Regions from separate parts of the Mus musculus genome. Here region 2 is linked to region 1. The links are chromatin contacts, called in public Hi-C maps. All regions are on one chromosome and are shown on one strand. Each heading gives the region's core, a stretch centred on a gene start, on an enhancer-like site or on the middle of the called end of the contact. The rest is flanking DNA. Distances are from core to core; before and after follow the strand shown.

Region 1 (3,416 bases), core at 140-2,639:
TTTTTATCTCTTTGGCATCTCACCCCCTCCAATGCAGTCATAGTTGGCCACCCTGAGGCTTCAGGAAGTCAATAGATAAAAGTGGGGGAGTGTAGTAGATTCATTACAGGAGTCTCCTGCCTCACACAGAAGGGGGTCACAGGGCAGTCCCTTTCCTACATAGACCTGGGGTTAGGCTCAGGTGTCTTAGGACAGATCACTACTGTCCTGTCCCCTCGCCCCTGACTTTACATTTTACCAGTGCAGTCATGAGCCCTAGAAAGTTTCATGGTCTCTTGTACTGCATGGAAATCATTGGGGAGTCAGGTTCCAACTCCTCAGGAGCAGACAGAACACTGGCCTGAGAGCCAAGCCACAAAGGTCCCTTTATGCTGGAACTGCCTGCGTCCAGCTTGCCAGAAAGGCCTAGATGGCACCACTCGCCGCTCGAACTCTTCTGCTTCCCTCTCCCCTCTGATTCCCTCTTGATTTATTTCTGAGCCTTTCAAGGTCTCAGCTGTAAGATCTGATAGACTCGCCATCTGAGCGTACAGACCGTCCAGGCGCCGGGTTCATTTGGCTCGAAAGTTGATGTGACAGTCTGGGAACCCCCTCAGCCTTCCCCTTCTGTCTTTGCCCAGAGAGTTTGGCTCGGTCAGACAAGCATTGGTCACACCTTTGTTCTGGCCAGGCTTAAGAGTGAGCCCTATTCCCGTTCTGCAGAACATCGAACACGTGGTCACTAGATTATCTTCACGGGTGACCTGAGCTACCCATTCTTGGCTTACAACTGTGTCCCTCTAGCCTCTGCTTTCATCCATAGGTGTCTGACACCCGGGGTATCTCTGACTCAAGTGGCCTAGGTCACAGTCATGCTAGATTTGAGCCTGTGAGCTCATCTTAACACGATTACATCCGCAGAGTTGCTCCTGCCAACTAAAGCCACACTTATTAGGGGGCTGGGCCTCTAACTTGTCTTCAAGGGGAGTGAGTGCACGACACATCAAACTGGCTTAGCTTTGCTGCTGGGAAGAGGGACAGAGGCTAAGGGCTCTGCCGCATCCACCCACACAGTTTGGGGGTACTGAGTGTGGTGCACCTTGTTTGGTAGTAGACTTCACCCCACCCCCATCCCCATCCTTTATTTTGGGGTGCATCTGTGGAGGGGATGTTCTGCTGGGTGCACCCCAGAAAACTTCAGCTTGGCTGTTTTGCAGATGGGAGGCAGGCAGAGAGATTGTCTCACAGATGGAAACTTCTAACTCTTAAAAAAAAGATTTCTTAAGAGATATTGTTGCTCTTCCCTCCACATTTAGGTTTTGAAGCTGTTTGGTATCTGGATGCGCTCCCCGCTCTACTGCTTGCTTTTGGACGTAGACGATGAGACAGCTGTGCTTTTGCGCATGCGCAGCTGAGTCGTAGCTGTGGGGTGGGAACAAGTTTGTAGCCGTGTTTTTAGCACCTGTGCTCTGTCGAGCATCTTCCTGCCTCTGGAAAAAACAATGGCATTTTCTGTATCCTGCAGTGTATGTTCTAGTGTGGCGGGGAGGGGACAAGTCAGAAGGTGAGCCAGTGAACTGGTCCCCGCCAGCCACTCCAACAAAGCATCGCAGACTGGAGTGTGTGCGTGTGAACAATAGACATTGATTTCTCACAGCGCTGGGCCCGGGAAGGTCAGGACCAAGGTTCTGGCTGATTGTGTTCTTCTTGGTGAAGTCCTTCGTCATGGCTGATAGCTGCTTTTACTTTGAGTCATCACGTGGGGGAGGTGTTCTTGCTCCCTCTCTGCTGCTGCCTTAAGGCTCTCTGCCCAAAAGCAACCTGGGGAGGAAAGGGTTGATCTCAGCTTACACTTCCAGGTCGCGGCCCAGGGCAGGGCAGGAAGTCAAGCAGAAACCACGGAGGATGAATGCAGTGCTGGCTCACTCACAGATCTTGCTTAGCCAGCTTTCTTGCATAGCCCAGAGCCACCTGCCCGGGACAGTGCTGTCTGCAGTGGGAAGGGCCCTCCCCCATCAATTAATAATCAAGACTATTCTCCACAGTCATGCCCACAGGCCAGTCTGATTTAGGCAGTTGAGGATTCTCTCAGGCAACTCTAGGCTGTGCAAAGTTGATAATTATAGCTAAGCAGGGCAGAGGGGTTCCCCTCCCTCTCTCCCTCTCTCCCTCTCTGTCTTCCAGTAAAGTTACAAATCTCATCATGAGGGCTCCCTCCCTGATCTTATCTAACCATCATGACCTCCCAAAGACACCCCCCCATCTGCAACACTATCACATTAGGTGTGAAAGCTTCAACACACAAATGTAGGGAGACCCAGTTCACTCTTTACCACCCCACAAATAAATGTACACAGTAATTTTGTTCATAAAAAGCTCTGTGAAGCAGATAAAAAGACTCACAAGCAGTGTGGGGTGCGAAGAGGAGTGGGTGCTCGTCTAGGGCGGGCCCCTGAGGAAGAAGAATCTTGAGTTCAGCTGGGAAGGAGGATATGAAGGTTGGTTTGTGGAGGACCAGGAAAGCATCCTTATAGGAGAAGCAAATGGAAAGTGTGTGTGTGTGTGTGTGTGTGTGTGTGTGTGTGTGTGTTATGGGGGGTGGGGAGAAAGAAAGGAGAAGAAAGGGATGCCATGCCTTGGGGCAGAAACCCAGAGATCATAGGAATGGCGCCAGGTGCCGATAGAGGCATCAGAAGCCCCATCTAGGTATAGTAGAAAGGTGTGTGTATGTGTGTGCTGGCTGATTTTGTGTGTCAACCTCACACAAACTGGAGTTATCACAGAGAAAGGAGCCTCCCTTGAGGAAATGCCTCTATGAGATCCAGCTGCAAGGCATTTTCTCAATTAGTGATCAAGGGTGGGAGGTCCCCTTGTGGGTGGTGCCATCCCTGGGCTGGTAGTTTTGGGTTCTATAAGAAAGCAAGTGGAGCAAGCCCAGGGAAGCAAGCCAGTAAGTAACATCCCTCCATGGCCTCTGCATCAGCTCCTGCTTCCTGACCTGCTTGAGTTCCAGTCCTGACTTCCTTGGTGATGAACAGCAGTATGGAAGTGTAAGCTGAATAAACCTTTCCTCCCCAACTTGCTTCTTGGACATAATGTTTTGTGCAGAAATAGAAACCCTGACTAAGACAGTGTGGGAGGCTGGACAGTGGATAGCTTCTGAGGTCTGGATCTCTGGCGGTGGGATGGGGTGAGTTGGGAGATAGTCTAGGCACCGATTGGGCAGTGACCGCTCTTTTGTAAGCAAAACACATCAGCCACAGATTAGGGTCTGGGAAAAAAGATGATGAGAAATAGACAACTTTACGATATCTTCAGCATCGAAACCCATGGCATTTCTAGATTTCTAAGGTGTCATCAATGCTGCTACAGATTGAGCAGGTGAAGCCTGGGAAAACATGGCATTGAGGAAGTAAATAAGAACATGGATTTAGATG
Region 2 (3,023 bases), core at 277-2,776, 270 kb before region 1:
ATATGTGTGTGTTAGTGTGTATGTGTGAGTGTGTGTAAATATATGTGAGTATGTGTTTATATTCGTGTGAGTGTGTGCAAGAGTGTGTGTACATGTGTGTGTATATATGTATGTGTATGAGAGTGTGTGTGTGAGTGTGTAAGTATGTGCATGAGTATGTGTGAGAGTGTGTGTGTGTGTGTGTGTGTGTGTATACAGGTGCATGTGAGGTTATACATTGAAGCCAGAGGTTAATGACAGAGTCTTGCCCTATTGTTTTGAGACAGGGTCTGTTGCTGAGTGTGTAGCTCACCAAGCTCACTGACTGGGCTTGAGTGGCTGGCCAGCAGCCCCAGGGATCTACCTGTCTCTGACTCTCCAGGACTGGATCATGGATATTCACCACAGTGTCTGGCATTTTGATCTGGGCTCTTGGGGATCGAAGTCAAGGTTTTCTCACGTGTGGAAAACCCCTGGGCAACTGAGCTGCCTACCCCTGCCTGCTTCCCCCTTATTCCTTTTCTTTTAAAAAAACATTTTTAGGAATTATTTTATTTTTGGTGTATGGGTGTTTTGCCTGCATGTGTGTCTGTGTGCATTTGTGTGCGTGGTGACCAACGAGGCTAGCAGAGGACATCAGATCCTTTGGAACTGGAGTTACAGATGTTGTGAGCTGCCACGGGTATGCTTGGAATGGAACTTGGGTCCTTGGAAGGGCGGCCACTCTCTTGACTGCTCAGCCGTCCCTCTGGTCCCTTCCCTCGATGTTCCAGAGTGTTACTTTATTTATGCATGCTGTTCTTAGATTCTTGGACTCAGATGATCCTCCTGCCTCAGTTAGGAACACAGCTCCAAACCCGCAGCTCCTGTGATGTTAAGGAGTATTTTCACCTCCCTCTGTCAGCACAAGCATTTGGACAGGGTAAGCAACTGTGAGAAACATTATCGGCCTATGAAGCTCCTTCCTGGCTGCCATTCCCCCAAGCGTAAATAAAGCGTGGGAAGGCACCCTTCCGTCCTTCCATCGCCCGCCCCTGCAGAAATGGTTAAGGTTCCAGGCGAGGGTGCTGGAGCTACTCAGGGAGCGGGGTGCAGACAGATGCCATCTGGATGGTAGTGTCTATCACTTAGATCTTGAAACTGACACTCCATAGCCCCCCCCCTAATTTACAGTGCAGTAAAACTGGCAGTAAATGTAGGTGCACTTCACCCTTGCAAGGAGGTACGTCTTTATGATTCTGACGAAGCTCACACACATTCTTGGTTTTACCCTTACACTGTCCCAGGCTCAAGCATTTAATATTTAACAATCTGTATTCTATAAATAATAGATGCACCTGTCTTCCCCACTGAAGATCAGCAGGAGATTTTATTGTTGACAGGAGTGATAATATTCTCTCACCTTCTTAACTTTTTATGTTACTGTTAATTTCCCCTTTGTGGCTGGGAGCCTAGGGAGGGGTTTGTGCCATTCTGGAGAGAAATGAGCTGTAATAATCCGATTGGAACAGAGCACCGGGGAAAGCTTGGGTAACTCTACGACCAGTGCAGTGATTTGAGGTCACAGACTTATGCCAACACTAAGCCGGGGAAGATGCATCCTGGTTTCCCAGACTAAGGGGGTGGCAAATCCTTGGCCCACGCCGTTGCCTGCTACCTACAAAGGAGACCAACAGGACTGGATTTGGCCACTGTCTCATACCTAGATTTTGGCAGAATGGGCGAAATGCAATTCAGTAAACTGTTGGAAAACAGTAAGAAACAACCCTGGGGGCAAGATGGCTCGTGTTCTAATCCTAGGACCCACACAGGGGAAGGAGGAAATGGACTCCGTTCTCCAGCCTTCACATCATACTCACCCCCATAAGTAAAATGTAATAAAAATAATAAAAAGGGAGTCAGACGAACCCTGGCTCTCAGAACTCCAATCGTACACTGTGAGCCCTACTGTCTCAGCTGACATCACTCTGCCAGTCGGCCCAAGTTCGAGGAAGGGGCAGGAACTGCAGCACACCACCACAAGTGTTTTGGTGTGTTGGTGCGTTTCTCTCTATGGAGTCCCGACAAATGCAGCTCAACCACACTATGAAAGGCGGACCAATACGTGCGCATTGTTAGCGAAGAATCCTTCATCACGCGTCCTTTCACGTGCTTGCTTTAGCAGAACGTCCTCTCTCCTGCGTCTGCTTCAGCGAAAAATCCCTTTATGTCTTTGCCCCAGCAAAACGCCATCCAACCGACTTTCCAAAGAACCCTTAAGATTCCACTTCACCCCCCAGGTCCTCCCATGTGGAGGCCAGGGGACCATCTTGGGGGTCATTACTCCAGCGTCATCCACCTTTTTAGGGACACTGCAGTCTCTTAGCCGCCTGTGTCTTCGTTCGGTGAGGCTTGCAGGCCAGTGAGCTCCGGGACCGACCTCTAGCCTCTCAGTGCTGGTTTACAAGCACTTCCCTGGCTTTCTGACTTCATTTCTATTTTATGTGTACACAGGGTTTGTCTGCACATATGTATGTGCACCCCGTGTGTGCCTGAGACACAGAGGTCAGATGAGGGTGTCAGATCCCCTGGAACTGGCGTTTCAGGAGCTTATGAGCCATCATGTGGGTGCTGGGAACCAAACCCAGGTCTTCGGGAAGAGCAGCCAGTGCTCTTAACTGCAGAGCTGTCTCTTCAGTCCTCTGTCTGGCCCTTTCAAAGATGTGGGTTTTGAGGATCAGACTCGGGTCCCCGTCTTGTGAGCCATCTTCCCAGCTTTGAGCGGAGCATCACCTTCACACGGGTCCCCTCGGTGCTCCCCCCGAAGGAGGACCTGAAGCCTCCTGAGAGGATTTGGGGAGGTGGTGAAGGACCAGAGGCAGCTCAGTGAATGCAGATGAACACTGAGAGTCTGGGAATCATTTCTCCTTGAGGCCATGAGCACCCACGGGTGGTTGTGACCTCAGGTCAGCCCAGATGTTGTTTATACACGTGACTTCTCCTTTACCAAAAGTTAATGAGCCAAATATGCACTTTCCTCTTTGCTTTCAGAACTTAGAATAAAA

Evidence for each region. A called contact is a pair of places that touch in the nucleus more often than the background predicts.
Region 2: a Hi-C map of rod photoreceptor shows a contact between it and region 1, with 2.1 times the contacts expected there. The contact joins two enhancer-like sites. A contact is called at or near these places in 1 of 15 datasets of contacts at CTCF or cohesin (embryonic stem cells), 10 of 484 Hi-C or Micro-C datasets (embryonic stem cells, granulocyte-monocyte progenitors, muscle stem cells and 1 more) and 1 of 115 datasets of contacts at active chromatin or transcription factors (heart atrium).

The regions. Positions count from the first base shown.
Region 1 is chr4:151,617,069-151,620,484 of GRCm38.p6, reverse strand. All of the region lies in intron 3 of Camta1 (calmodulin binding transcription activator 1), which reads left to right. Among named protein-coding and RNA genes, the nearest start is that of Gm52712, 23 kb to the left of the region's middle. Within about 2 kb of position 1,389, at least 25 of the 459 cell types and tissues checked have an H3K27ac peak or open chromatin away from gene starts, as enhancers often do. A contact at or near this core is called in rod photoreceptor, where this site is marked.
Region 2 is chr4:151,885,189-151,888,211 of GRCm38.p6, reverse strand. No RefSeq gene overlaps it. Among named protein-coding and RNA genes, the nearest start is that of Camta1, 25 kb to the right of the region's middle. Within about 2 kb of position 1,526, at least 3 of the 459 cell types and tissues checked have an H3K27ac peak or open chromatin away from gene starts, as enhancers often do. A contact at or near this core is called in rod photoreceptor, where this site is marked.